2 separate regions of the Mus musculus genome follow, and region 1 is linked to region 2. The links are chromatin contacts, called in public HiChIP or PLAC-seq maps. All regions are on one chromosome and are shown on one strand. The core of a region is the stretch at or near the end of the contact, and the rest is flanking DNA. Distances in the headings are between cores, read along the strand shown. Region 1 holds the start of Agap3 (ArfGAP with GTPase domain, ankyrin repeat and PH domain 3). Region 2 overlaps Klhl7 (kelch-like 7).

The links. HiChIP or PLAC-seq counts read pairs in DNA pulled down with a chosen protein or histone mark.
Region 1: a contact with region 2 is called in an H3K27ac HiChIP or PLAC-seq map of microglia, with 5 times the contacts expected there. The contact joins the promoter of Agap3 here to the enhancer-like site in region 2. A contact is called at or near these places in 2 of 39 promoter capture datasets (the SN4741 cell line and neural stem cells), 3 of 484 Hi-C or Micro-C datasets (embryonic stem cells and stem cell-derived motor neurons), 5 of 115 datasets of contacts at active chromatin or transcription factors (embryonic stem cells, extraembryonic endoderm stem cells, memory CD8 T cells and 1 more) and 1 of 9 other capture datasets (embryonic stem cells).

What each region holds. Positions count from the first base shown.
Region 1 is chr5:24,449,773-24,453,604 of GRCm38.p6, reverse strand. It overlaps Agap3 (ArfGAP with GTPase domain, ankyrin repeat and PH domain 3), which reads right to left and starts at 1,428. Exons shown (of 18, transcript NM_139153.2): 1 at 1,071-1,428. The coding sequence starts at 1,398.
Region 2 is chr5:24,116,724-24,121,001 of GRCm38.p6, reverse strand. The region is part of intron 1 of Klhl7 (kelch-like 7); the gene reads right to left. It also overlaps the pseudogene Gm3724. Among named protein-coding and RNA genes, the nearest start is that of Klhl7, 18 kb to the right of the region's middle. Within about 2 kb of position 2,446, at least 3 of the 459 cell types and tissues checked have an H3K27ac peak or open chromatin away from gene starts, as enhancers often do. A contact at or near this core is called in microglia, where this site is marked.

The sequences.
Region 1 (3,832 bases), core at 179-2,678, 330 kb before region 2:
CTGCATTGCCACTAAGGCGGAACCCACCACCTGCTGGTGGGCGTCCCCCTTCAAGCAGAGTTGGAAAAAGAAGCAGATGGACCAAGGCGAGGCCCATCTGTCCAAGCTTGCTAGAAGGTCAACACTGCCACTGGGGTGCCTGTTGCTACTGCCAGCCAGCCTCCACTACACCAAAGGTTGTGGGGCTTCTTGCCAGCAGTGTGCCCCCCAATTAACGTGCCTTTCAGTTGCCAGGGTTCAGGCCCATGTGCCCACAGAAAGGAACATTAGTAGGAGCAGTGCATGGCCTGAGGTTTACAGTCCCCCTACATCCAGGCCCGACCTCCCTGGAGGTCAGTCAGCATCCTGACATCCACATGGATGCCTGGGGGTTAGAAGGGACTGGCAAGCGCAGAGGGTTCATCCAGAGTCTCCCACGCGGCCACAGCTCCCCAGTCCTGCACCCAGGCCAGGCCCGCGCCCGCCCGACCGCAGAAGCGTGGGGGTGGGTGTGCGTCGGGAGAGGGCGCCGCGGGGAGCGCCACCCTCCAAAGCCTGCAGGAGAGGCCCAGGAAGGCTGCCATCCACTAACCCAAAGCTCTCTCTGATCCTCCACCCCTACAGCCCGGCTGGGCCAGGGCAGCTGCTAAGATTACTCTCAGGCATTAGCCCCACCTTCACGACCCACCAAGGTCTTCCGTCGCACCCAGCGAGCCTGACCGTGCCTAGCCAGATGTGGCCCCAGGCCCTCCCGGTCTTTGGCGACTCAGCGCATCAGTCCTTGGAGCGACAACCATCTTCACATCCCAGGTCACGGAGGAAAAAAAACAAAAAACAAAAAACGTGTCCACTGACACTGGACCGAGCCCACCGCCCCTAAAAAAAAGTGTTCCTGTATGAGACATGGAAAAACCTGGACTAGGGTTCTGCAGTGGGGGTTAGCAAACCGTGAACCTCAGCTCCATAAGACCCCTGAGCGCCAGAAAGGGGCAGGGCCGAGGCCGTGAAGGACCCTCGCCCCCCACCCGCCACCGGCCAGCGCTGCAAAGGCCACCGCGTCTCAGCTCCCGCAGGCCCCCGGCTCCGCTCACCCTCGATGGAGATGACGTGCTCCCGGATCTGGTTCTGCAGCGCCAAATCCTCGATTCGCTCGATCAGGTCGTAGATGGCGTAGATGTTGGGGTGTACCGACTCGAAGCGTTGGATCTCGGCTCGGATAGCGGCCGAGTTGGAGAGCGCGAACTGCTGGGGGGGGCCGCCAGCCAGCTGCTGCGAGGGGCCGCCACCCCCGGCTCCGGGCCCCGCGCCGCCGAACTGCCCGCCGCCCCCCGCGCCGCCGCCGCCGCCGCCGCCGGTCCCCGGAGCCGCCAGGCTCTGCTGCTGCTGAGGACTCTGGCCCCCGCCTGCCTGGAAGTTCATGGCTCCGGAGGCGCGGGCCCCGAAGCGGGCCCAGCCAGGGCCTGGGGCGGCGCGGCGGCGGCGGCGGCGGCAGCGACCAGGCGCGCGGGGCTGGCGGAACCCTAACTACTAAGCGCGCGGCGCCGGTCTAGCGCATGAGGCCCGGAGCCGAGGCCAGAAGGCGCGGCCGCGCACGCTGGGGCCGCCGCCCGGCGTTTACCCGCGCTGAGATCCCGCCGCCTCGGAGCTGCCTCCAGCGGCAACAACAACGGGACCGGGAGCGCGCGGCCCGGGCCCTCCCCCCGCGTCATGCGCACGCACCGCCGCCCCCGCCGGCTCCGGCACACGCAGCCTAGCCCCCTCCCAGCCGCCCCCGCCCCTCCAGCGTCGCCCTGCGCCCCCGCCCCTCCTCTCTCGCAAGCGCCTTAGCCTCCACCCCCAAGAACCGCGTGCTGGCCGCGACGCGCGGCCCCACCCACCCGCGTAGGCCCTTCCGCCCGCTAACCCGCCCCAAAGCTAGACAGAAGCCTCGAGGGCCTCCCGCCTGGGGACACGATCACGCTGTCCCCACGTCCGGCCAGCTGTCATTGCTACCTCTCTACGTCGCTCTAGGCCCGTGTGGAATCCTTGGGCTACTCAGAACTGTTCTCTGTGCCTGAGGGTGCTGATAAGTGGGACTGATTGGCGGAGAAGCTCGCCCAGGGGCGCCACCCTCTTTCTTTTAGTGCTGCAGCAGCTCCTCTGTCTCCAGGCCTCGAGGTCAGCCCTAGGGATCTTGCCAGGGTTCTCTTCCCTGGCTCTCTGCCCCCGACCCCGGCCCCCGGGCCCCCAGTCTCCACTGTCGACTGCACCTGAGAGACTGGGACGGGCTCCCCGTTCCTATGTCCAGTTCTCTCTGAGAGTTTCACTCAAGAGACCCTGCAAGCTTGAAACAACAGCGTCCCAATTCTTATCTCCCAGTGACAGCCCTCTCCCAAAAGACCCTCCCTGCCATACTGAAAAGGGCCCATTGGTTCATTACAGAAACTCAGCAGAACCCACATGGGTCTCATAATTTTTCTTGACAGACCTTGTCTTTTCTTGATAGACCCTGTCTATCCTATGCCTTCCTAGGGCCAGAGATCACCCTTCAGTGTCCCAGTTCTTCTGTATTCCCATTATCAAAGTTGTCTTCAGCTGTGTTAACCCACATCCCCAACACAGATCCTCAAACCTGGAGGTGGCATGTGCAAGGGAATGACCCTGTGGAATAAATCTGCTAGAGGATGCCAGGTATCATGATGTACACGTTAGCCCAGCACAGGGGCCATACAGTAGGAGGATTAGTTCAAGGACAGCCTGAGCTTAATAGGGAGTTCAAAGCCAACCTGGGCTATATATGACCTTTTTTTAAAAAACAAACAAACAAAAAACCCAAAACCAGCTGAATCTGAGTACATGACTAAAGTCCTGGCGTTAGGAAGGCAGAATCTAGATCACCAACTCTGTCTCAAAAATGAAAAGCAACACTAGGCAGTGGTGAGGTGCACACCTTTAATCCCAGCAGAGGCAGGGGCAGCAGATCCATGAGTTGAAGACCTGCTAGGGCTACACAGAAAAACCCTGTCACAAGAAAAAAAAAAGTCTTATTATGTCTGAAATAATTATGCTATGTCAGGCATAAATGTTTCAAGGTTTGTATAACCCTCATCTAACTTTGATGTAGATTATGGTCTTTGTGCATTTTGCCTTTTAACTCTGTACCCCTGAGCTTGGACACCAACAGACTTCAGAGATGAAAAGCAACTCTTGGTCTGACCATTAATAAAAACTTAAAACTTTTAATTAACTTAATCAACATAGTAATCAATATGACCTTAAGGGGTCAGTTCACCATTGATACATGTCCTGCAGACCTCTCTGCTGAGCCTTACTAACCCTCCTGGGCAAATGCTCTACACATAGCTCTATATGTGTATGGTGTATCCCCTGTGTGTGTACATATATGTATTATGTACAGACAAGTACCTGCTGCCTGTGAAGGTCAGTATCCTCTGGGACCGGAGTTATAGAGACTCTTGAGTTGCCGTGTGGTATAATGAGAAGTGAGCCTAAGTCCTCTGAAAGAACAGCCACTGCTCTTAACCGATGAGCCATCTTTCCAGCCCACATGTCATCTTTTTTTACACTCATTTCCACTTCAAAGGGCAACTTGGACTTTTCCCCAAAATAAAATTTCCTAGTATTTTACTTTTTACACACCTTCCCATATTTCTCTTAGTTTCCAAAGGATCAGGCACAAACCAATCAACTCCCAACTATTGAGTGATGCGAGCTTCTATCTGTATGATGTTAGGAATGTCTTGTAAAATTTCTGGTCTTAATCTGAAAACTGAAGTAGTTCAACAAAAATATAGCTTTTCTCATAAAAAAAAAAGTATAGTTCTACTTTACAATTCTAAAACTAATATTAATA
Region 2 (4,278 bases), core at 1,197-3,696:
GAATCTCAGGGTTGTTTTGATCTGCATTTCCCTGATGATAAAGGATGTTGAACATTTTTTCAGGTGCTTCTCAGCCCTTAGGTATTCCTCAGGTGAGAATTCTTTGTTTAGCTCTATACCCAATTTTTTAATGGGGTCATTTGAATTTCTGGAGTCCAGCTTCTTGAGCTCTTTGTATATATTGGATATTAGTCCCCTATCAGATTTAGGATTGTTGGAATAGGTGTAGTTTGTAGGAAGAAGTGTGCCACTGTGGTTGTTGGCTTTAAGACCCTCATCCTAGTGCCTGGAAGCCAGTCTTCTCCTGTTTGCCTTGTAAACAAGATGTAGAACTCTCAGATCCTCCCACACCATGCCTGCCTGGACACTGCCAAGCTCTGAACCTGTAAACCTGAACCTGTAAAACTGAACCTCTGAACTTGTAAGCCAGCCCCAATTAAATGTGGTCCTTATAAGAGCAGCCTTGGTTATAGTGTCTGTTCATACTATTGTTTCACAGCAACAAAATCCTAAGACACATCTAAATTGTTAGAAATCCAAATTTGACAGGAGGAAACCCCCTGGAGATCTTGGCTGCAGACAAGAAGAAAGAAATCAGCAAGACCAAGAAGGCATGTGATTTATATGCTGGCTCCTCTACATGGGAATAGCTCTGAGACTGGCTGAGACTTAAATGTCCATATATTTCCATAAATCTTGTTGGCTACAGCATCCTCATGACTTTTTATTACATGCCATCTTTTCATATCGCATGGATGGAGATTTATATTGAAGCTTGCTTATACACTCCAAACTAACTTAAGAAAGATATCTTTCACTATCTCAAACATGGAGCAGAGAACTATCTTTAACTGATATGTGCATAGTGTACATTTCATATGTGTTAATGTAGAAATGTGTATTACTTGTGAAAGTTTATGTGTTTTCAGAGAAAAAGGACCAGACACCAATGAAGACAAAACAAATAGCCCAGGTGATCCAGCCTCACATACTGCCTCAACTGCTGTTTCATCAAAACTTCCACTATTTATTAACTACCCAGTTCATGACAGTGTTTTACCACAGCAAAAAGCAGACTGAAATAGTAACTTTGTTTAAATCCCCCCTAAGACATTCTAGAGGGTTTAGTTTATTCTTTCATATTTATTATAGCATTTCATCTGACCTATGTTATCTTCAGTTATGATATGAATTATGCTTGTTGTCTTAGTTTGAGTTTCATTGCTGTGAAGAGACACTATGACCACAGCAACTCTTATAAAAACATTTAATTTAGTCTGGCTTACAGTTCAGAGGTGTAGTCCGTTATCATTAAGGTAGAAAACATAGTGGCACACAGGCAAACACCATGCTGAAGATGGAGCTGAGAGGTTTACATCTGGATCCACAGATAGCAGAAGGGGCCTGACTGTGTGTGTCACTGGGTGTAGCTTGAATATATATAACCTCAAAGCCTGCCTCCACAGTGAAACAATTCCTCCAACAAGGCCACACCTACTCTAACAAGGCCACACTTTCCAATAGTGCCATTTTCTACCATCCAAGCATTTAAACGCAAGTGTATGAGGCATACCTATTCAAACCACTACACTTGTTAAAATAAATTGCTACCTTAGTTACAGTTCACTGCTATGAAGAGATACTATGACTAAAGCAACTTAGAGAAGAAAGCATTTATTGGGAGCTTGCTTACAGTTTCAGAGGATTAGTCCTTTAGCCCTTTATTTAAAAAGACAACAGCCAAGGCATGGGGCAGGCGGGCAGAGATGGGACCTGGTGTGGGCTTTTGAAATCTCAGAGCTCACTCCCTTTGACACTATCCTCCAACAAGGTCACACCCATTCCAACAAAACCATACAATTCATTCATTCATTCATTCATTCATTCATTCATTCATTCATTCATTTATGGGTTTTGGGTATTTTGGAGGTTTTTTTTTTTGTTTTGTTTTGTTTTTTTCCTGTAGCCCTAGCTGTCCTGGAACTCACTCTGTAGACCAGGCTGGCCTTGAACTCAGAGATCCACCTGCCTCTGCCTCCCGAGTACTGGAATTAAAGGGGCAACTACTTCCCAGAAAAGCTATACCTGGTAATCCTTTCCAAATAGTTCTACCAACAGGGAACCCAAGAATTCAAACATAAGCCTATGGAGACCATTATCTTTCAAACATTCCACTCCCTGGCCCCCATAGGCTTGTAGCACTATCATAATGCAAAATGCATTCAGTAGAACTTTAAAAGTCCCCACAGTCTTTCAGTTTTAAGACTGCTTAAGGTTGTGGTCGCTTCGCCGAAGTCCGCGGCTCGAAGAGCCGGCTCCGTCGCTTCCCGTCGCCATGAAGTGGATGTTTAAGGAGGACCACTCTCTGGAACACAGATGCGTGGAATCCGCGAAGATCAGAGCGAAGTACCCCGACCGAGTTCCGGTGATCGTGGAAAAAGTCTCGGGCTCTCAGATTGTTGACATAGACAAGAGGAAGTACTTGGTCCCCTCTGACATCACTGTGGCTCAGTTCATGTGGATCATCAGGAAAAGGATCCAGCTTCCCTCCGAGAAGGCCATCTTCCTGTTTGTGGACAAGACAGTCCCACAGTCCAGCCTAACTATGGGACAGCTTTACGAGAAGGAAAAAGAGGAAGATGGATTCTTGTATGTGGCCTACAGCGGAGAGAACACTTTTGGCTTCTGAGGCCCTTGCTGGGCTAGGTGCGCCCTTCCTGCTTGTGTCTCTTGTAAATAACTGGCTGTTCTCAGTTACTCTGCCAGAGCCTCCACACAGACCTACTAGTGCATTTGTAACTGGATTTATTTCTTAATATATTGGAAGGTTTTGTTTCCTTAGATTAGTAAATTATCATACAGAGTTTTATTTTCAGTTTTCTTTTTGTGCACTGTCCTCATGGCTATTTGCTCCAGGGAACCTGTCCTCTGGGAATCATATTTAATGAAGATATTTCCGTAATGAAGGGAGGTAGGTGTGGTGGTAAAGGGAAAAGGAGGGGCTGATGCATAGTTCTGGATTATGTTGAAAGTGTTAGATGGCTAAGTATTAAAAGCACCCAGATTAAATCCTTAGCAATCAGAACACTTGCTTCACTAGATTTTGCCAACTGCAAATCATGTTGGACTGAGCTAATCTGTTCTTCTTTCTGAGACTATTAAGGTAAATAATTAACAATAAAGCCTCCTTATAAAGGCAAAAAAAAAAAAAAAAAAAAAAAAAAAAGACTGCTTAAAAGTCCAAAATCTCTCGGAAACTCAAGGTAATCTTTTAACTGTAACCTCCTGTAGAATCAAAAAGCAGATCATATACATCCAACATATAATGGCACAGAATAGTCAATTCTAAAAGCGAAGAAAGGCATAGTAAGGAAATACTGGATCAAAGTAAGTTTGAAAACCAGTAGGGTAAACTTCAAACCAGTATCTCTATGTCTGATGTCAAAGTGTATATTAGATGCCTCTTCCAGCTTTGCTGACTGTAGCACACTTCCCTCGTGTTCTACATCCTGTCTGCACCCCTACTTAGCCAGCATTCCCTGGCTCTGGCATCTCTGAGAGCTTTCTTAGGGGTCTTCAATGCAATCCGGTTCATCTTCATGGCTTCATACAATGGCCTCTCTGGGTCTCTATGCTCAAACTCCCCCTGCCACCAGCCTAGCCTTCACAGCTTTCTTGAACTGCAGAAGAAGGTTCCACGCCACTTTCATGTATATGCCTTGAAAAAAAACAGAACTAGGTGGCTGATCCCGCCCATTTCTTCTGCTTGCTGGGGACAGGAGCGGAATCCCCTCTTTAACTTACATTTGACTTGCTGATGACTTTCGGGTTACAAGATTAACTGGGTGCAGCCTCACCCTAAGGGTACCAATTCCTGTATTCTATTTTGAATCCAACCTTTCTTTAAACTTCATATCTCCTGGAGCACAAGACTTGGTTCCAGTATTACACTTCCTGCTGCGCTTTTTCTCCTCAAACTGTACATTTTGTATTTCTCTTGCCGAGTTTGCTTCTTTTCATTTTGTTAAGTTTCAAAACTAGGACAAATGGCTGATGTGCTTGCCATTTAATGTGAAAATGAACCTGGCCTCCAAGTTCTCCTTATCATCCCCCAGTCCCTACCTGTTAAGGGCATGACTGGCATAGCTTACCCTCTTACTCTGAATAATCTAGCTCAGGGGCCCTGCCCTTCTCCAGAGGCTCTCCTACCCTTCTCCCAACATGATTCAGGGTCATAACCCCTCTGGACTCTCCCAGATGTATCTGCCTCTGGCTATA